Linked DNA regions of Sus scrofa: regions 2, 3 and 4 are each linked to region 1. Evidence: chromatin contacts called from public Hi-C and promoter capture Hi-C data. All regions are on one chromosome and are shown on one strand. Each heading gives the region's core, a stretch centred on a gene start, on an enhancer-like site or on the middle of the called end of the contact. The rest is flanking DNA. Distances are from core to core; before and after follow the strand shown. Region 1 holds the start of YWHAZ (tyrosine 3-monooxygenase/tryptophan 5-monooxygenase activation protein zeta). Region 2 holds the start of KLF10 (Kruppel like factor 10). Region 3 holds the start of UBR5 (E3 ubiquitin-protein ligase UBR5). Region 4 holds the start of RRM2B (ribonucleoside-diphosphate reductase subunit M2 B).

The links. Promoter capture Hi-C pulls out the DNA fragments that hold promoters and counts their contacts. A called contact is a pair of places that touch in the nucleus more often than the background predicts.
Region 2: a contact with region 1 is called in a Hi-C map of liver, with 4 times the contacts expected there. The contact joins the promoter of KLF10 here to the promoter of YWHAZ in region 1. A contact is called at or near these places in 3 of 47 Hi-C or Micro-C datasets (heart right ventricle, liver and retroperitoneal adipose tissue) and 1 of 2 datasets of contacts at active chromatin or transcription factors (alveolar macrophages).
Region 3: a promoter capture Hi-C map of liver shows a contact between it and region 1, with 2.7 times the contacts expected there. The contact joins the promoter of UBR5 here to the promoter of YWHAZ in region 1. A contact is called at or near these places in 1 of 5 promoter capture datasets (liver), 2 of 47 Hi-C or Micro-C datasets (heart right ventricle and liver) and 1 of 2 datasets of contacts at active chromatin or transcription factors (skeletal muscle).
Region 4: a contact with region 1 is called in a Hi-C map of liver, with 2.7 times the contacts expected there. The contact joins the promoter of RRM2B here to the promoter of YWHAZ in region 1. A contact is called at or near these places in 2 of 5 promoter capture datasets (fetal skeletal muscle and liver), 4 of 47 Hi-C or Micro-C datasets (heart right ventricle, liver and skeletal muscle) and 1 of 2 datasets of contacts at active chromatin or transcription factors (alveolar macrophages).

Annotation. Positions count from the first base shown.
Region 1 is chr4:35,976,848-35,981,923 of Sscrofa11.1, forward strand. It overlaps YWHAZ (tyrosine 3-monooxygenase/tryptophan 5-monooxygenase activation protein zeta), which reads left to right and starts at 2,980. Exons shown (of 5, transcript NM_001315726.1): 1 at 2,980-3,281. The coding sequence starts at 2,988.
Region 2 is chr4:34,427,914-34,432,989 of Sscrofa11.1, forward strand. KLF10 (Kruppel like factor 10) reads left to right here and starts at 2,219. Exons shown (of 4, transcript NM_001134344.2): 1 at 2,219-2,378. The coding sequence starts at 2,343.
Region 3 is chr4:34,642,704-34,647,779 of Sscrofa11.1, forward strand. It overlaps UBR5 (E3 ubiquitin-protein ligase UBR5), which reads left to right and starts at 3,107. Exons shown (of 59, transcript XM_021089039.1): 1 at 3,107-3,640. The coding sequence starts at 3,579. LOC110260477 (splicing factor, arginine/serine-rich 19-like) reads right to left here and starts at 3,533. Exons shown (of 2, transcript XM_021090802.1): 1 at 2,813-3,533; 2 at 2,111-2,268. The coding sequence starts at 3,533. The coding sequence ends at 2,832.
Region 4 is chr4:34,820,688-34,825,763 of Sscrofa11.1, forward strand. RRM2B (ribonucleoside-diphosphate reductase subunit M2 B) reads left to right here and starts at 3,182. Exons shown (of 10, transcript XM_021089040.1): 1 at 3,182-3,461. The coding sequence starts at 3,414.

The DNA.
Region 1 (5,076 bases), core at 1,730-4,229:
AGCAGCGAGATCTAGGGACAGAGTCTCAGCCTCGCCGCTGCCGCCCAGAGACTGCTGAACCCCGGTCCGTCCGCCGCCACCCACTCCGGACACAGGTAAGGGATCCGGCTGCCGCCGCCTCGCCCCGCTCCTTCCTGTCCCAGGCCAGCCTTGGGAAAGCGCGGGGGACGTACCGCTCCACATCCCCTCGACCCGTTCGCCCGGCGGGAGCGGCGCTGGGGCTGAGGCGGAGTCTCTTCAGGAGGAGACGGGCGGCGGCTTCTCTTCCGCTGGATTCGGGCGGGCGGCTCGCGGCTGCCTCGGGCTACTTGCTTCCGGATCGATGCCTCGGCCCGGACGAACGCCCGACCGGTCCTGTCCCCGGGGGTGGGGAGGACGCCCACACGCCGGATCCCCGGGGACCCGCCTGGCCGCGGGCTCCCGGGAGTGGCCGAGGCAGCGCCGGCCGCGATCGGTCCCCCCTCGCGCCCCCGAAGCCCCCTCCTCCGCGCTTCCCCGCTGCCCCCTTCCGCCCCAGAGAATGACTTGGCGGCTGCGGGCATCGCTGTGGCGCAGGTGAGGCCGCCCCCTCCCCGCCGCCCTCCCCCCTCTCCCCTCCCCCTGCCTCTCCCGCCAGCTACTCGGCGCAGCCTCCGCGCCCCGCGCTGCGGCGGCGGCACCCAGCCCTCCCCCACCCGAGTCGGGGCGCGGCGGGAGGGCCGCCCAGGCACCGATCCTCGGAGGCCCGGAAGCGCCCGCCAGGTAGACTCTGGCGAGTGGTGTCCCGGGTGGGGCTCGCCTGCGACCTAGAGCCGAATTTCCTGGGTTCCGCTGGGGGGAGAACCTGAATGTTCCTGGCGGGGTGGGGGATGGGGATGGCTTTCTCTCGCTGGGCGGAGAAGGGGCTCGGAGCCCAGGTAGGGGTAGGGATGAGGATGGGGCAGACGGTGGGCCGCGCGTCTAGCTCGCCTTCCGCGGGGGCTAGAACACCTCTGCTTGCGTGTGTAGCCGCGGACCCCACTCTGCAGGGCGGGTGAGCCGAAGCGTAACAGCCGGCGGTGGCCCGGCTCGCCTGGGTGTGGCTCGCCCCCTCCCCCACCTGCCGCAGCTGTCGGGTCCCCTGCAGATTAAATGAGCCCCCGCGGTGTCCGGTGGCGGGCGGACGGACGCCGGTGGGAGAGTGGGGTGTGTCCGCGGCCGGCCCGTCGTGGTTCCGCTTCTGCGGGCGGTGCTGGCGTCCGTGCCCCCGGCGCGGGCGGGTAGCTCCCCCTCCCCGGCTCGGGCGGGGGCGCGCGGCTCCTCCCTCCGGCTCTGGTGGGGGAATTAACACTCGGCAGTAGGTTGGGCTCCTTGACACAGATCCGCCATGACAAAGAGGGAGACTCGGGGACTGAGCGGAGGCACCAGCTTGGGCGGAGCCAAGGAGGGGGTTGCGGATGGCGCGGACAGAAGGGTTTGCACCTTAAAGTCACAGTCGGCCGGATTTTGTTTTACTCATCTCGACGGCTTACGTCCGTTAAGGGTTAAATGGGTGCGGCGAGTCATTGGAGCACTGGTTATTCTATGAGAAACCTAATCCACTTCCCCTTGTACCCGAGGGGGTGAGGAGAGAAACCTTTGTACTGGTTTTAGATAGTTTTCATTAGAAGGAGCATTAGCCTGAGAGCATTTTTTAGGTCCTAGGGGACGCATTAGTAATTTCGAGAAGGGAGGGGGTTGGAGGGTTATGCGATCACAATTTTGGTTTTCACACTGAAGCAGTATATACTTCCCATTCAAGCTAGCTAAGTACTTGTTTAAATACGTGGGGACCTGTTCGGATTTGTGGGGTGTTACCCCCCCGCCCCCCAAGTATTGTGGCATTTCCCTGGGAAGGTAAAAGGAGTCAATTCCCGTAGTGAGTGACAGTAGCTCTTCTCTTCCACACTCAGGCTGTACATTTTTCTTTAAAATTGTGTACCCTCTGGGATCACTGTATGGTTTAGTGTCTTTGCTGTTTTACGACTCTTCAAAAGGATATCTTAAGGAAGACTATAACGGGGGTAAATTGAAAAGTCAAGGGAGCTTTAAAATGAGAGAAAGAATTAGGAAGGGAAGCGTGAGTAGTAATGTATTCAATTGAATTTTGACTGCTAGAAACAGTGCAGTAATTCATCATTTAAACTGAACAAGGACATCAGAAACACTGGTCACACTGGAAGCACTTACTATGCATAATTTAGAGCTCACAGATAGAACTGAAGTTCCGGGACTCATGGAGATATATATATATATCCTTTTTTTTTTTAAGACTGTGCATATAAGAAGGTACAGGTAAATGAACCCTTAGGGCCACTTTGGTCTTGATCCTTGGTGGTGGGTTAATATTGAGAATATCTTAAACAAGAAATTTGGTCATTTCTCCTAGAGAATTGGCATGCTGTCATCAGGTGACAAATTTGCAAAGATCAGTGGACTTGTGGTAGGGGTGGTAAATTTAAATGCTCCTGATAAGAGTAACTATTAAACTAAAAGGACATGAATTAAATTAAACTGACATGAATCGTGCACAAGTATGACAGAAAGTAATGTTTTTGTAAGTGGTGTCTTCACTAAAGATAAGCTCCTTGATTTTGGATTACTTAGTGATAATGGAAACTGAGTGGAAATTTTGACCAAGTAAGATAAAGGTTGGTTTTCAAGGCTCTTGGTCAAATGTGCTTTGACCTTATGTGAAATTAGGATCTTCTGAACAAAGATGAGGCAAAGCTGCTTTAGTTTTGCTAAAGCAAAACTGTTGTTAATGGCTATAAATGACCATCTGCATGCTGAGTATATCAATTTTTTTTCTCATTCTGAACATCCTTTTGTGAGGCTGCATTAAATTCCTCATGTGAAGAATCTTCCATAGGTAATTAGGTTTGGGGTGTTAACACAGCTTATTTACAAGAGAATTAAAGTTGAGTCTGATTGTTTTAATGGAAAAAATATCTAAATGCTACTTTTTCTCTCCTGCAGAACATCCAGTCATGGATAAAAATGAGCTGGTGCAGAAGGCCAAACTGGCCGAGCAGGCTGAGCGATATGATGACATGGCAGCCTGTATGAAGTCTGTAACTGAGCAAGGAGCTGAATTATCCAATGAGGAGAGGAATCTTCTCTCAGTTGCTTATAAAAATGTTGTAGGAGCCCGTAGGTCATCTTGGAGGGTCGTCTCAAGTATTGAGCAAAAGACGGAAGGTGCTGAGAAAAAACAGCAGATGGCTCGAGAATACCGAGAGAAAATTGAGACCGAGCTAAGAGATATCTGCAATGATGTACTGGTGAGAATCCAACCATTCAGTCTAGCATCTATAGTGAATATCAGTTATGTTACTGTCAACTTTTTCTTTTTTTGGTTTTTCTTTTCCTTTTAAAAAAGGGGTGTTCTAGATTTCCAAGTCTTCCAGAATATCTTTACTAAAAGATGTTAAAACAGTAGTGGTTAAATTAAGTTGGTATAAAATAAATGCAATGATGATTATCAATCATTTCACATAGACTGCCAGTGTATTTTTTTTCTAATGGAGAAGATAATAGTATTTTTCAGTTGTGGTTAGAGTATTTGTGGTAGTTCTATGGCTGATTTTCTTAAAAGTAAAAAATACACTGCAGGAATTTTATATGTCTTGTTTTATGTAAGATGTAATGGGAGACATTGTAGCCTTCCCTGAGCTAGCCACTATAATGTTAATGTAGTGAGTCAGCCATGGTGAAAACTGGCTTAGCAGTTGCTTTTCTTTCTTCCTGCTTTTAAGTGTTGAAAGTCATCTTTGAACATTGACAACCACAATAAAAGATTATCTCAAGCTTTATTTTCCAGGTTCACTCAAGAAGTATTTTAAGTATTCAGTCCCTACTGTGTTGAATGGCTGCTTTTTTAAATACCTTAGAAAAATTGAACATTACATTTTGGCTGTTTTAACATTTTCTTAAAAATGGTAACTTTCTATTTCAGAAGAGTTTCAATCTGAGGATAAACTGGTAGAAGATCGACCATTTAGCATATAACATCCTATATATGCTAATACTTTCCCTTTTTAATGAACCAGGCATTTTTGCACTTAAAGTGGGTTTTACTAAATGATTACCCTTATATTGTAGGACTTTAGGTTATACATTGGGTCTCATTATGGCAGCGCTCTTGTATACAGTATCCCAATTTCTCTGAAAATCCAGCTGCACTACTTATTATTTGATCGTTGTTCATGGAAGAACTGCTGTAATGAGCAGTACAGAATTATTTCTGCTGTTGTGGGTTTGGGGTTTGGTACAGTTGTAGTGGTATTCTTTTACATTAATGGAATAGCTTCAGTTCCTAAATTGAATATTTTTCTCAAATGTTAATTTTCTTTAGGCTCTCTTTTAAAGGACAGTTATCTTAACATGGCCTCACAGTCTTCATGTGGTATCTTTTGTGTGTAGTTTGGTTTTGATAACTAACTTGAAATCTTTACACTGATAGCTATCATTTATTTCTAACATGAAAAGGGAGTTCCATGCTTTTATTGAGGCTAAATGACAAATGTTGGTCTTATGGTTTGCTTAAGAATGTAATAAGAATGTTTAAAATTTGAGAATACCATGTTTTTCTGTAATTAAAAAAAAAGTGTTGGACTTTCCCCATCTTGCTCTGTTTACTGGTTAATACCTGTGTACATGCTAATCAGTTTTGTTCATGCTACTGTTTTTCCCCCAGTTATTAAAACCTGATAGATTAAATAATTTTTACTTTGATTTCAAAGAGTTTGTTATAATTTCCCTAAGATAAATGTCAGCTTTAAGAATAAAAGAAGGTGTGGTAACAGTTACCCTCTACTAACAAGCTTATTTGTGATTCCAGGTAGGTATTTGCATGTTTTCCACACAAAAAGTATAAAAACTCCCATTGTTTTGAGGATTTTCCTAGGAAAAGACTGTAGCTGTTTTAACTTCCCTTTGGTTTCCTTATCAAGAGGGGAAAAAAAAATACTGCATAGGATCAATGGGTGAAAAGAACTGGGTTAATCTCTAAATAGTTTCTCCCTGTCGATCATGATTATTAAGGTGTTTTAATAGTGGTCCCTGGCATTGTTTTTC
Region 2 (5,076 bases), core at 969-3,468, 1.5 Mb before region 1:
TAAAAACAAGGATTTTAGTTTTGGTTACTTTGAGTCTGAGGTGCGTGAGGAACATCTTTCTCTGAATCTCTAGGAATTGTGCCACCGCCACACTGTTTCTCCTACCCCTTCTTTTCTTTCCTGTTTTGAATCACTCCCACAAGCCATAAATGCTCCCTGCTTCTCAGCACGCTGGGGCACTATGCCAGCAGGCCCCACATTCCTGAGGAAGGGACCAAGTTCAGACCTGGAGGCCTGGCTGTGGCCACCGGAGGGGGGTGGCTCCCTGACAGGAAGGAAGGCTGGGCTGCCGGCTGGGCACAGGCAGGAGCTTCCTCTGCTGCAGCAGGTGCCCAGGGCCAGCTGCTCCAGTACCCTTAGGTTCAGATCAACAGGATGGGACAGCCCAGGCGGAAGGAAGCCAGCAGGGAGGAACACCCCTGCAGACAGAAGCTGGGGCATGGGATAGAGGGGAGACAGGAAGAGCTGCCTGGGCTGCTGAGCTGGCGCTCGTCCAGCAGATTCAGGCGAGGCTGTGACAGGAGGCCATTCAGTCCTCTTCCCCTCTCGCAGTGGGCGGCTCTGGCCTTGGTTGATTGCTACTACTGTTGTTGGCTAGCCTGGGCCTTAGATATACAAGAAGAGATATTCCAGAAGGAACCATTAAAAGATGTTCATAGATGTGGCTGTTTTTAAAATAATTCATTCCCTTTTCTATACTCATTTTGTGATTATTGGGAAAGAGGACACTTAAACTAGCCGTTCAGTTACACACAGAGGCGAGACACCTGGAGGAAGGCGCAGTGATTTGTGACCTGTGTTCAGACCTCGGAAAGAGAAAATCTCCTTTGCTTTAAGCCGAGTTATCATTGCCCTCTCCAACAACAGCTGCCATGAACAGACACCAAAAGGCCAAAAGGGGGCAAATAGCCAAAGCAGAACCGTAGTCTCGCATTCTGGAAACCCCAGACCGCCTCAGATCAGCCAGTGGGTCAGGGCGGGGGGGTTGGGGGGGGTGGGGCCGGTGCTTTCGCCGGCCGGGGACGGGGGTGGGGTTGGGGTGGGGTGGGGGTGGGGATTGTGTCTTTGATTTGATGGGCATTTCCACTGCAACCCACCCGCAGGCGTGCCCTGCCTGGCGCCAGGCGACCCTAGAAGACCCCGCCCCACCGCATCCCCACCCCATCCCCAGCAGCAGTTTCCTGGCAGAGCGTTTCCGGAGGCCTTGGCCTGGGGTGTGTGTGGGGGTAGGGTCTACCTTTGAAACAGCTGGTAGACTGCAATTTAAACTTTAGAGCGAGCTCAAAACTCGATTCTGCAAACGAGCGCCGGCGCCAGAGAAAGATAAGAACTCTAGTCTATGGCTCCCCATCACCCCCTTGGTCTAGTTCTCGGGGCTTCCTGCCGTCCCCACAGCATTCTCTCCACCGCCCAGGAGGAAGGATGGGCGGGGCGGACGGGGGCGGGCAATGCCGCAGGCAGCGCAGATGGAGAGGGCGAGCCCGCGCCGCCGGCCCTGGCGTGGGCGGGGGGCGCAGGAGCAGGTGTCCGCATAGTGACAGGATTCCCTTCCCTCTCCTACCCTCCCTTGGTGCTATCCAGGGCTCTGCGAGTCAGAACCCTGCAAATGCTCCAAAAATGCAGCTCAGTCGGTCACCGGGCTCTGTTTTCTCGCCAGACGCGCAAGGGGACGGCGCTTCCAAATGCAAATCTCTTGGCTCGGGACCCTTGGCTTGCAGCCACTGCCTCCCCCGCCTGGCTACCCGGCGTCCCGCCTACCCCGCGGAGAGCCGAGATGGGGCCTCGTGCGGCGGGGACAGGGCGGAGCGGGCATCCTTCCCCACCTCCCACGTGGGGCCGGCCCTCCGCAGTCCCTGGGCGCGCCGCCGCTGCCGCGCCTCCGGGCTAGGCCCCCGTTCTCAGCGCCGCCCCCCACCCAGGCCAGGGAGGGGGAACTACAGGCGGGGGCGTGGATGAGGGGTGGGGGCGGTGTCACTGAGTCAGGTGGCGGCGGGAGTTCCCTCGGGCTGGGCCGAGGGAACACGCTGCCGGGGATTGTGTACACGCTCCACTGACACAAGCTTCACGCTGCCGGGCAGCCGCTGATCACGCGTGGCTCCGCTAGCCCATTGGCCGGCGCCTCACACACCTTTGTCGCTGATTGGCCGATAGCAGGCTCCGCCCCCACCCCCTCCCGCGGCGCGGGGCAGGCGGAGCAGCTACCTGAATGGGGAGGGGGCAGACGGCGCGGAGCGCGGCGGCGGCGGGAGTGGCGTCGAGTGTCTCTGGGCGCCCGTCTGTGGCCAGGCAGCCAACCAGCCTAGCAGCCAGTCAGCTCGCCGCGGGCGGCCAGGCAGCCAACCATGCTCAACTTCGGCGCTTCTCTCCAGCAAGCTGCGGTAAGTCACCTGGGGATGCCCCTGTCCTTCCTGGCCTATGCTGCGTCTGAGGGGCCCCCGGGGGGCGCGAAGCCTGAGCCCCGTGACATCAGCCACGCCGGAGGACGGGGGCTGCAGTGGAGTCGTAGGAGAGGAAGGGGCTTTCTGTGTGCAGACCGGTCTTTAGTGACGGCGTGCGTAGTGAAGAGGGTCAGGAGAAGCAGGCTGGGGTCTAGAGACGAAGGGAGAGGGGGTTCTTGCTCTAGGTGTAATGAGGGAAAGGGTCAGCTCTGCCGGGAGACCTGAAGCAGGTGAGGGGGAGGATGACTGGAGGGGTGGCAAGAGTGGGGTGGGGGCTGCTACCCTTTCAGCGAGGATAGGAGGTGTGGAAGGAGGAGGGGGGTGAGGGGGCCACCCTGCACCTGGTGCTGTAGAGAGCTGCCTCTGTCTAGATCAGGAATGCAACCCAGGGTGGGAGAGTAGTGCTTGCGAGGATTTGCGGGGCAAGGTGTCCGCAGGAGAGGAAAGGGGGCTCCCCATTTAGGCGGTCTGAACGGAGGCTTGCGGGACGGGGGCTGCTCAGCAGATAGCCGACCACTGGGGGAGGGGCGACTGGCAGGAGCGTGGGGGATGGCACGCGGCCCCGGGACCCCTGAGGGGGGCCGCGGAGTTGCCCCCCCCCCGACGTCTGGAGGGACTTCCCATTCCCGGGGCAGGCAGGTGGCCACACTCTGAGCACCTCTCGGAGGGGGCAGAGAGCCGCCTCGGCGATGTGAGGGTGGGAAGCGGGACCCAGCAGCAGGGCGGAGAAGGTGGGCGGGGGGAGCCGGGCCGCGAGACGCGGGGGCAGCGTGTTAAGGCGGGAGCCGCAGGCCGTGGGGCCGCGCGTCTGGAGCCGGGGCCTGTTGGGGCTGCACGTCTGGGAACTCGTGGAGATGCGCAACGGGCTGGGGCCGGAGCTGCAGGAAACCTCGGGGAGGGGGCGCCGCATCTTCGGGGAGAGTCAGGGTGGTCCGAAATCCCGCGGGCGGCGTGGGCGGGAAGCGCAGAGGGCTCGGCTAGGTCCCCGGGGGCTGCGGCCGGAGGAGGGCGGGGGCCGGGTTTCCGCGGGGACCCGGCTCCTCCCCCGGCAGCTGAGGCGGAGGCTGGGGGTGGGCCGGGAGCGGGTGCGCTCGGGGAGCTTCTCGTCCCCGAGTGACCCAGCTCCGGCCTCCGCCAGGGGCGGGAGCAAAGCCCGGCCCCGCTGTCGGTTCCTAAGGGAACGGCGGCTCGCTGGGAGTTGGAAGGGGCGGGCGCTCCCCGGCCCAGGGCCCCGCCCCTCCCCGCGGGCTGGGGCGCGCACTGCCGGGCGGTTGGCGGCGGCGCCCGCGGCCCCTCCCCCGGCCCGGCGCGAGGGCGGGGGCCCGCGGGCTCAGGAAGTAGGTGAAAGGTGACGGCGCGGCAATTCCCAGTTCACGTTTCCTGCGCCGCCCGGAGCAGCCGCTGATCACGCTTTGTTCACATGCCTCGCCCCCTCCTCCTCCTCCTCCGCGCCCCGCCCTCCGAGGCCCAGCCAATCCCAGCCCGGGCCGCCCGGCCAGCTGGCCAATGGCGGAGGCAGGGAAGCGGGGACGTGCGAGCGGCGAGGAATGTTCCCAGTGACTCACCCGCGAGCCTCATTGAGGTTAGGGCGGCCCCATCTGTCTGTCCCCGCCAGCGAGGATCTCCCCCGCCGTCCGCCCCCGCCCCTCGTCTGCCTCCCCCGCCCGCGCCTCCGCCCGCGCTTCCCTTTCCTGCCTAGCGCCCCACTCCCAGTCCTCCTCCCCTCCCGGCTTCTTTTCCGGCCCTTCCCACCTCGTACTCTGCTTCCCGGCTGCCTGCCTTTTCTCTTTTTTGCTTTGCTTTGGCGTCTTGAGGCTTTTACACAAACATGCGCTGTCCGCTGCAGCTTACATAAAGGGCGCGGGATTATGCAATTGCATAGTTAGCGATATTTCAAGAGAAATGGTCGTTTTCTTAGGGTTTCAACATGAAGGGTTTATGCATTTTTTTAAACAAGCGTTAAGAATAATACCTTGCAACATAAAGAATGCTCTTTTTTTTTTTTTTTTACACAACCTCTACTTTGACGAAAGAATGAGACCACAAAAAAAAAGAATAAGATGGAGGGTAGTACCTTTTTTTTTTGGTGCAGTTTAATATGAAGCATTAAATACCCGATAGAAGGAGCATTAACATCAAGCATTAAATACCCGATAGGAGTTGATAAATATAAAGCATGCGCTGTTATTTATCATCAATTTTGGCCTCTCCTCCCCGTTAGGAAAAAATATCTGAAAAGATCTCATGCCATAACCTGTATTTTTTTTAATGAGTTTTGCAGAGCCTTCCCTTATTTTGTCTGACTCCTGTTGCAGGTGGCTACTCTGGAAAGAATATAAAACCTTTTTTTTCTTATAAGCCAAATGGGTCTCTTTTAGATTTCAAATTAATTGGTACCTTTGGCCTTGGTCCCCTGAGAGGTAATAAGGATAAGGTCCTCCTCACCTTGCAAGGGTATCAGTCTTCAGGCCTAAGTGTCAGAGGAAGAATGAGGAAGATTTTATCACTATCAGAGGAGGGATGAGGAAAAGTTATTTCAGATTTTATCTTGAAAAGTTTGTGCAAATTGTAAAAAAGGAAAAAAATTGCACATTGTTCCGCATGTCATGTGGAGAACAGTATACTTAAAAGCATTTAA
Region 3 (5,076 bases), core at 1,857-4,356, 1.3 Mb before region 1:
TGTCAGTTGGAAGGATTGCTCAGCTTCTTAGCTTCTCACTCGGTCTCTCTGGAGTTGGCATTCATCCCAGGGGGAAAAAGTGGTTCCAAACACAGACCTCACTTCGTTGGGGTCTGTTCATCCCCTGGATCCTAGTTTAGTAAAACATTATTATTCTGTTAACTCTCTTATGCCTTTGAGCAGATTTAAAGAAATAGTTGGCTAACTTTTTAGTTGTCCTCAAAGGGAGAATTAGTCCAAATTGTTAGAAAAGAAGGCCACTCCCACCTCCTTTGGAGACCTGTTCTGACTGCACTTTGACTCTTGAAAAAGCTTCTGCCTGATCCTTGCTTATCGCCATTACTCCCTCCTTCCCCATCCTTGTGATGGGCTTGCACAACTCTGTGCCTTTTTCTCTGTTTTTCTTTTCCTCTTCAAAGTGTGACCCACCTGGAGTTCCCACTGTGGCTCAGCGGAAACGAATCTGACTAGTATCCATGAGGACACAGGTTCGATCCCTGGCCTTGCACAGTGGGTTAAGGATCCAGCATTGCTGTGAGCTGTGGTGTAGGCTGCAGACGTGGCTCGGATCCCACACTGCTGTGGCTATAGGCGTAGGCCAGTGGCAATAGCTCTGATTTGACCCCTAGCCAGGGAGCATCCATATGCTTCAAGTGCAGCCCTAAAAACAAAAAACAAAAGTGTGACCCACCGGAGTGTGGGGAGAGGAAAGTTCTTCCTAACATGCCAGCCAGGGGTAATGCCAAGATGGCTCTCAGTCAAAGACCAAGTTTGAATGGGCTGCCTAGAACAATGAGACTGGCCTTCAACTGGGTCAGAAAGTCTGGGTTCTAGGAAACTATGAGTGGGTAACCTTGAGTTGGAAGCAGAGTAGAAGCACTCTGAATGAAAAGGAAGACAGATGTGGAAGAAAGAGAAATGAAGCAAAGTATGGGCATGGTGTTTGGAATTTGTCCAGGGGCACATCCAAAATGACAAGGTTTAAGTTAGAGGTTCTCTTTTCCCATAATATTCTTGAAAGCTCAGCTTAAGTGACATTTCTAATTCTCTTGGATGGAACCACTTCCTCCTTTAACTTTCATAGCACTCTTATTGTATTTATCATATCACATTTTTTTCCCTATTGACTTTGAATAGTCTATTCCTTCTAAATTATTAACTAGATGGCATATACCATTGTGGTATAGTGGAAAGAGCAATGGAATCAGGTTAGATGACTTAGGTTTAAGTCTCATCTTCAGCACTTACCGTAAGTGTTTTAGCCTCAGTGTCCTCATCTATATAATGGAGAGAATATTATTTACCCCAGAGGGTGCTATTAAAAGACCTAAGTGTATAAAGTAGTATGTAGTCAAGTGATACATTTGCCAAGTGGCACATAGTGAGACAAATAAAAGCATCTGCTGAGACTACTATTATAAAGTGGTCTAGGAGCTTGAACACTTGTTTACTTGTTTAGGCCTCACTGAAACCCTATATAGATCTATTACTATGGAATATTTCGCAAATGAGAAATATTTATGACAGGTTAAATGATTTAATAAAAGTCACATTAAGCAACAGAAACAGGGCACAAATTCACATCTGTCTAGCTCCAAAACCAGCAGTGTCCACTGGTCTACCCTGCTTCCCTATGTCTCCCATGGACTTCTAATAGACAGTGGCCTTGAAGTCACTTTTTAGTCTAAATTAATCTGGGCCAATTTGGAGCTGGCGACCTACAAAAGTGTTCCATTATCTGTCTCCAGGGCTATTTACGCTATCTTAATTATAAATAAATTTTCATGTATTTTGTTCAAAAGAACTTCCTAAGCAAAAGAGTGTGTGTGTCTATGTCTGTAATGCATTAGCAGAAGAGTGGTAGTTAATATTAAAAATGTTTCATAGGAACCCTGGTTTAATGAATATCCAAACATACTGGAGAAGAGGCTTCATGTTTTCTTTTTTTTTTTTTTTTAAGGCTCCACCCGGGGCATATGGAGGTTCCCAGGCAAGGGGTCTAATTGGAGCTACAGCTGCTGCCTATGCCACAGCAAGGTGGGATCCAAGCTGCATCTGCAAACTACACCACAGCTCTAAGCAATGTGGGATTCTTAACCCACTGAGCGAAGCCAGGAATCGAACTTGCAACCTCATGGTTCCTAATCGGACTCGTTTCTGCTGCACCATGATGGGGTCTCCTTCACTTTTTTTTTTGTCTTGAAAGAGGTACTTGATTTTCTGAAGCAGCTGTAGAAGCCTTTGAGAAGAAAGCTATGAACTGGTTCCCTAGAAAAAAGCAGATAGATTTAGCAGTTATGATCCCACTGACAGTAAACTGAAGAACGAAACATCTTTGTAGAAGAGATATATCATCTTTCATTTAAAAGTAGTAAAAAAAAAAAAATCGTGAATCATTCAAAGCAGGAAATGGGTGGAAATTTCCACATTTGTCTTCGTGCGGGTATATGATGGTGCTGGTGTTGGGGAAATTGGGGAGATCAGAGTGATAAACGTAGTAGCTGCAAAGTCAGCTCTAGGATCCTACTATTGGACCTTCTGGAAAGGTTCTTACATAACTACCTTACTTCTACAGTAAAAGGCTGTGTATTTCTTGCCCCTTGACTAATTTTACATTTCCACTTTAAATATAGCTGCGGATCAAGGACGAGAAACAACAAAAACCCCCTAAGGGTCCGCAAAATAATTAGGGCCTCCCCGAGGGTAATAAGAGCGAGAGAACGAAGAACCCCCTCTTCTTTCCCAGCCCCCCCTTCCCCCGGGGGATACACACTTAGCCTCCCTCCAGTTCTCCCCACCCCGACCGGCTCACCCCTCCGCCTCCTCTTCCCTTAACACGTGCTCTCCGGAACACTCACTCCGGAGATATCCCACCCCCAGGGGGCTGGGCTCGGGATCAGAACGGACCAATCCGCACGCGCCTTACAGCGTCGTGGCCCGACAACGTTGAGCCGCCCAATCGAAAGGGCCTTACCGCCCGTTTCCCGGAGCCCCGCCCCCTCGCAGCCGTGCCCCCGCCCGCCGGTCTCCTCCCTCCTCCTCCTCCTCCCGTTCGCCCCTCCCCCGCGGCTCGGGAGCGGAGCCTGCGAGACGGAGAAACTGGGGCAGAAGTGAAGATGGCGGCGGCGGTGCTGGCGGCGGCGGCGGCGGCTTCTTGCCAGTGACGCGCGGTGCGGGCTCATCTCCCTCCCCACCTCCTTATTCCGGACCCCGTCCGCCGCCGGGACCACACCAGCCCCGCAGCCCGCAGCCCGCCTCGCTCCTCCCTCCCCAGTCGGCCCTTCTCCCGACGCCCGGCTGCCGCTGGCGGCGGCGCGCCCCGGGTCCCGGCCTCGCACTCTTGCGCGCTGTCGCCGGGGGAGCCGGTGGCGTGTTGATCCGCCCTCCTGCCCGGACCGCCGCGCCGCGGACACACGCTCGGCAGGGAGGCGGCAGCGGCCCCTGCGCATTTGCTTCTCTCCTTTTGGGGACTGGGAGGTGGCGGCGGCGGCGGCTGTGGGTTTTGGGGAGGGGAAGGGATCCGGGGGGTGCATAGCGGGAGGGGGCAGTCCTCCGGAGGAGGACGAGAAGGAAGCACCATGACGTCCATCCATTTCGTGGTTCACCCGCTGCCGGGCACCGAGGACCAGCTCAATGACAGGTAATAGGGCCAGCGGGCGGGCGGGCGGGCGGGGGGAGGGGCGCCTCCCCGCCCTCCCCTCCCCCACGGGGCCGCGCCGGGGCGGGCGCCGGTGTTTACGCGCCGACCGGCCGGCGGGGGAACGGGGGTCCTCACTGCCCCCGGCTAGGCCCCTCCGGGGTAAACTTCTGGTCCTGGGGCCCCGGGGCCGCGGGGGCGGTGGGGAGCGTGGTGTGGACGGGAAAGCGCACTGCACCCTCCTTCCTACACCCCCGCCCCCCCTCCACGGAGGAGCCGCGTTGAACTCGGTGGAGATGGGAGGGGGGGTCCGGCTCCCGGTGTGTGTGTGTGTGGGGGGGGGGGCATGTAATTACCGCCCGGCCCAGGCCCGAGGAATCCATATTAGTCAAAGTTGAATTGAGACAGACAATGCGGATGGGGGATGGTGGAGGTAAAAAGAGAGGGAAGAGGAGAAGCCGGGCGTGGGGCCCCGGGGTAGGCTGGGCTCGCCCGGGCCCCGGGGAGCCGTGTCCGGTGGGGTGTTCTGGACCATCCGGGCCTGGAGATCCCGGGGGAGGGGGGTGGGTGGGGAGAAGCTGATTCCCGGCAGATCGCGGTTGGGGGGAGGGAGGAAGCGCCATGATTATTGTTATTATTATTAAATTTGAGTCCCTGCAGTGAGGTTTGCCTGTCCCGGGAGGGGATAAATTTAGGCGGAGGTGGGGAAGTGGATTGGGTTCCCTTTGCTCTGCTTCTCCCGAAATGATGCTGGCAGCTCCTGCTCCCGGCCCCTATGTTGCGAGCTTTTTTGTTTCCTTTTTTATTCTAATGATAGTGTTTTCCTGAGTTGTAATTTGACAGCTGAAAACCGTGCGTAGAGTCAAAGGAAAACTCTTGCGTTTGCAGTTCGCACTGCTGCTTTTCTTAACATGCTGTAAATTTCTGGGATGGGTTTTGCTCTGGGCGGAGGAGGATTTATGATTTTTTTTTTTTTTTTTTTTTGTCTTTCATAAGAAGGCTGTTTTGGCCCTGGATTCCTCCCCTTCCCTCCTCCACCGTTCAGTGCCAGTTTAGGATATTGAATTGCAGGGCCGCATGCTCTCAGGGAACTGAGATAAAGCAGGAAAAGTTCCTTCACTGTTGCAAAACAGCCTCCGAGGAGGTTGAGGGAAGACTCCATTAAAGCCAGTCTTAGAATCCAGGACTCAGATCTAATGATGGGCTAAGTATTTACAGGGTTAGAGAGTGGGACATTTTAAGCCTCCTTCTCTCCCAACACTTTCGCTGCTCTCTATTCCTTTTGAGTTTAGAAGGCCATCTCGGCTCAAGTTTAGAAGTTAGATATTTTTGTTAAGTGACCGGTGACATAAATTGCATGACGCCCTGTTTGTCATGCGCTTCCCGGAGGGAGGAAGAGGCCTAACTTGCTGCTAAGATATTGGCCTCGGTCTGGGAGT
Region 4 (5,076 bases), core at 1,932-4,431, 1.2 Mb before region 1:
TTCCCAGGCTAGGGGTCGAATTGGAGCTGTAGCCGCTGGCCTACACCAGAGCCACAGCAACGTGGGATCCGAGCCGCCTCTGCGACCTACACCACAGCTCACAGCAACACCAGATCGTTAACCCACCGAGCAAGGGCAGGGACCGAACCCGCAACCTCATGGTTCGTAGTCGGATTCGTTAACCACTGCGCCACGACGGGAACTCCTGATCTATTATTTTTTTGATTATTTAAGATTATTCAATTCTGATACAAAACTAAATATGGAAGCAAATAGCTTGTGACACAAGGAGGTTCAAAAGACCTGCTAAGTGTAAACAGTAAATGTTATTAATCTGTGAGGCATGTTGAAGATAGAATAAATGGAACACAAATGTGTTGAACATGGATAAAAATAATGGAATAAATGAGTGTGTTGCAGATAGAAAGGGCTGGAAGGACCAAGTAATTCTTAAGTATTCATAAGGTAGGGATCATGTTACTTCCAGATTGACAACTATGTTATCTCTAAATCAGCCACCAATTGCTGACATCCATTCTGGCCCCACATGTGCTCTTCTTCCCAAGAAACATAGATAAAACTCATAGCTGCTCAGAAAGCTAATTTGTGGCAAGTTACAGCTGCTCCTGCACCCCTCTAAAAGAGCAAGTGCATGTTGGCTCCGCTGCTGAGACCCCTGTGCCCATCCTCAACACTGGTGTTTCTAACTATACCACCAGCCAGGAAGGCTGATGCAGCAAAGTCAGGATACAGGAATACTATCATTAACATTTGAATAGTATGGTTTTTCCACTCCCTTCCCTCCCGCATCCTATCTTAAATAGGTTAGACACCCCAACTCTTTCCCCTTGCTCTGTGTTTTCAATGAATCTAAGAAACGTGATTTAAGCAACTCAGTTGAGCCCTTCCATTCCACGACCTCTAGGATGGCCTGTTTAGGAGCGCCATGGGGGAAACCAGGTGAAGGTTTGATGGGACCCCTCTGTATAATTTCTCATTTTTTGGTCTTTTTAGGGCTGTATCCATGGCATATGGAGGTTCCCAGGCCAGGGGTCGAATCAGAGCTGTAGCTGCCAGCCCACGCCACAGTCACACCAATGCGGGATCCAAGCCGCATCTGCAACCTACACCACAGCTCACGGCAACACTGGATCCTTATCCCACTGAGCAAGGCCAGGGATCGAACCTGTGTCCTCATAGACACTAGTCAGATTCGTTTCCGCTGAGCCACGATGGGAACTCCCTACAGTTGTAATTTTCCACCTCATTTAGTGCTTTACGACTAATAAATTCACAAGTAGTAAATCCACTACTTGTTGTGTGGAACTTGTAGGAACTTTACAAGTAGTAAATCCACACAACAATCCTTCAAGGAAGGAATTTTTCTTATCCTACAGATGAAGAAACTGAGTCTCAAAAAGGCTAAGTAACTTGTCCAAGGTAGCACATGCCCACAATGATATGATTCTAGGATTCATGTTCTTTTTCACTAGGCTCATTCACTTTTGTATCTTTAATTCTGAATATCACACCTTGACAAACAGTAGATATATTATTTGATAACTTTAATTAAATAGTAGAATCCTTGCCCTTTATTTGTCACGTGGCCTGTGATAAATTATCCAACTTCTTTAAGACTCATTTTCCTCACAAAACTTATCTTTTTTTTTTTTTTTTTTTTCCAGCTGCAACCCTCACCCCTCCCCACACATGGGCGTTCCTAGGCCAAAGACTGAATCCCAGCTGCAGGTGTGACCTAGGCCACAGGTGCTCCAATGCCAGATCCTTAACTCACTGTGCCACAGCAGGAACTCCCTTAACAATTATTCAAAATTAACATATGTAAACTTTTTTACTCAGCACTTGGCCCCTAGTAGTTGCCTCTGATGTAGGGCAGGTTTGAGAACGAGCTTTCATCATTTTCGAACCTTAATTTTCTACCCTGTTTTTACCATTCTTCACCCAGCGATCCACAAAGCAGGTGCCTGTTGTTCAAGGCCTGACAAGCTTCCCTCGGTATGTCAGCCTCAAACTACTAAAGCAAATCCTTCTCTCACCTCCTTTCTTGTTTAAGACCCAATTATTTTTTTCTTTCCGTGGCAGTCATCTTGAGACAGTTCCCCCCAGAGAGGGGACGAGCAGCAGCCAGTACGCTCGGCCAGCCCACGGGGGTCTGTCCTCCCTCCACCACTGCCTTTTGGCCTTGAGAAGAGCGTTTCGCAGGGAGCGGGGCAACCTCCTACTTTCTGGCGCTGGAAAACCTCGGTCGTTAATCCCAAGCCCGAGTTTCTGGTCTGTAAACGGAGGGACATCCTGAGCCTCCGCGGCCCGGCTGACAGCGCGGCACAGCGCCTGGCTCTTGCTAAGAGCTCGGCAGGTGTCACCACAAGCTTAGGGTGTGGAAGCCGCCTTCAAACTCTGTCCCTGCCTTCCGTCACTCTCAAGCCCCACCGAGCCGTCCCCACACTTTCCCTCAGCCTCTCCTTTTCGGCTAAGGACAAAGCCCGGCAGCCTTTCCTCCTCACTGAGGGTGTAGCGGGGCGGCTCTGTTTTCACCAAGAGCGTGGCTTCCCGCACCGCCACCACTCCACACGCCCAGAGCGCTCTCTCCTCCGTAGCCCCTTCGGTGTGTGGTCCGACAGGCACCTGGGAGTCTCTCAGGACCGGCCGAGTTAGCGCGACATACCGTGTTCCGGAGGCACGGCGAGAGCTAGCTGGGGAGTCTCGAGCTGGAGAGGTGACCTGGCATGTCCCGGCAACCTCTCGCACTGGGCGCCTAGAGCCGGGCGACGCAGGCTGGGCCGAAAGCCCAAGGCGGAGAGCCCCATGCTGCTAGGCTGGGAGGCGAGGCTGGGCAGCGGGGCAGGGCAGGCTCTGCTGAGGAGGCGGGGCCCGGAGCTGCGGCGAGCTCCTTCGGAGAGCGGGCGGGAGGCGGGGCCAGCGGGGAGGGGTCTGAAGAGGAGGCGGGGCCTGAGGGGCGGGGTCTGAGGAGGAGGAGGGGCCCGGAGGCACGGGAGGCGGGGCTGGCAGGCTCAGAGGGGCTTCTCTGGGCTGGTGGGAGGCGGGGCCGGGGCAGTGGAGCTGTGAGAAGTTGGCGGAAACCTAGAGAGTTACTCCGGCCTTGGCAGGAGGTGGGGCCTGCACAGAGGATTGAGGCGATGCCGGCCGAAGTAGGCGGATCCCTGAGGCAGGGGAGGCGGGGCCAGGTTACAGCTAGGATAGTCACGCAATGGGCCGGCGAGAAAACCGGGTAGCACAGTGGAGCGGGGCGGGCAGACAGAAGTAGGAGGGTCTCTGCGTCTGGGGGCGGGGCCTACCCAGAGGACCCGCTGGCCACTTGGTTCTGTCCTAGTTCGAGGTGGCTTGAGGCTCTGGGTTCCCTCTGCTCCGGTAGCTCTGGCGGAGTCTGCGCGATGGGAGACGCGGAAAGGCCGGAAGCGGCAGGGTCTGAACAGGAGGAGGTAAACCTTGCTGTCGCTTCCTCTCCCGCCCCGCAGTCACGCCTGGCCTCTAGAGTGCGGGTTGCTGCTGGGTCCTGCACCTTGCGCAATTTCACTATGGGAAATTCTACTCACTGTCGTCAGAAACCTGGTGTAGGCCCGGCCTCCAGCCTTCGCCGCAGCCTGGTTTCATCTTTTCTAGCGCTAGGGAGGCCGTCCCCAGGGAGGGGTCAGGAGGTAGCTGGGTTTCTGCTCCACTGATCTGCCCCGAGGCTACCCAAGGGCAACGCTCTGAGACTTCAGACCCGAGCGAGGCTCACCCCTTTTTTCCCTTTCCATCCTTCCCTGTTCTGGAGCCCTGGCTGGGGAAATTGAGGCAAATGCCGAGGACTCATGGCATTTACTGGAGAAATGCATGCCATCTCTGGGCTGGTTAAAAGGACTTGGGCTGAGGCTGTGGAAATTGACACAGGTGGATGGGGTGACGATAATAGGCAGAAAGGCGTCGAGAAATCCTCCTAACAATGGAAATGATCAGTTGGGCGGCCAGTTTTGCGCAGACCTGGCTAAAGTAGCTATGAATCTTTGGGGTATCACTTTTTTTCATGTATTCAATGGAAGTGATGCTTTCCCTCACAGAGGGTTAAGCAAAAAAAAGCTTTATGCAAAGTGCCACGGAAGTTGGGGGTACATAATAAAACCATGAGCCATGTTAATCTGCTCTACTTCTATATTAGTAGAGGTACATAACAGTAAGCTGGGATTCGGTAGACTGTAGGGTTGTAGGGTAGTTCAAATTGTGCTGTAATTTTCATACCGTGATATTTTGTAAATACTTTTAAACCTGTTGCTGTGTGTAGTATCTTTGATTGAACAGAGTTTCAGTTCTCAGTGACTCTTGCTTAGCTCTAAACTTCTTCAGAAAATTGTAGATTCAAGATTTGGGATTTGATTTTGTAGACATTTAGTAACTATATATATTGTAAATATCCCTCAAACTCTTTATTTCCCTTTTGAAATAAATAATTTAGTACCACTCCCCTTAGACTAATGGGGCAACTCAACTATTTTGTTTGTGCTAGTAACACCAAAAGAAGCTAGTCTTAGGTTATTCAGACCTAAGACCTGGAAGTTAAATTTTACTTATTATGTCTGTCTGGATACAGACCCACAAAGACAAAGGCATAACTTTAGATCTAGAATGAATTTGAATGAGCGCCTGTTTTAAACTTGAGATTCAAGGATGCCTTAAGTATTTTTGTTTCTCTAGATATATTGGTGCAGCATGGGCCACCTGCATCAGAATCACCTGGAACTCGTTGTTAAAAAATGTAAATTACTGGGCCTATACCCCAAATTAGTAAATCAAAAATCTCTTGGGGTGGGTCTGGGACTGGAGTTTTAACGAGCACATCAGGTGATCCTGGTACACATTTTAAGAACACTGTCTTAAAGAGTTTATAGATGGGCTTGAAAGGAATTTATAAATCTCCTGAAATTTGTAGACTTTATATGTGTAGATGTGTATCTCCTAAGAAAGGGAGGTGTCCATAGCTTTCATCTGCTTCTCAAAATTAACTCAATCTAATTGATAGTCCCTATTTTTAAGACAGTTTAGGCAAGATTAAGTGATAGG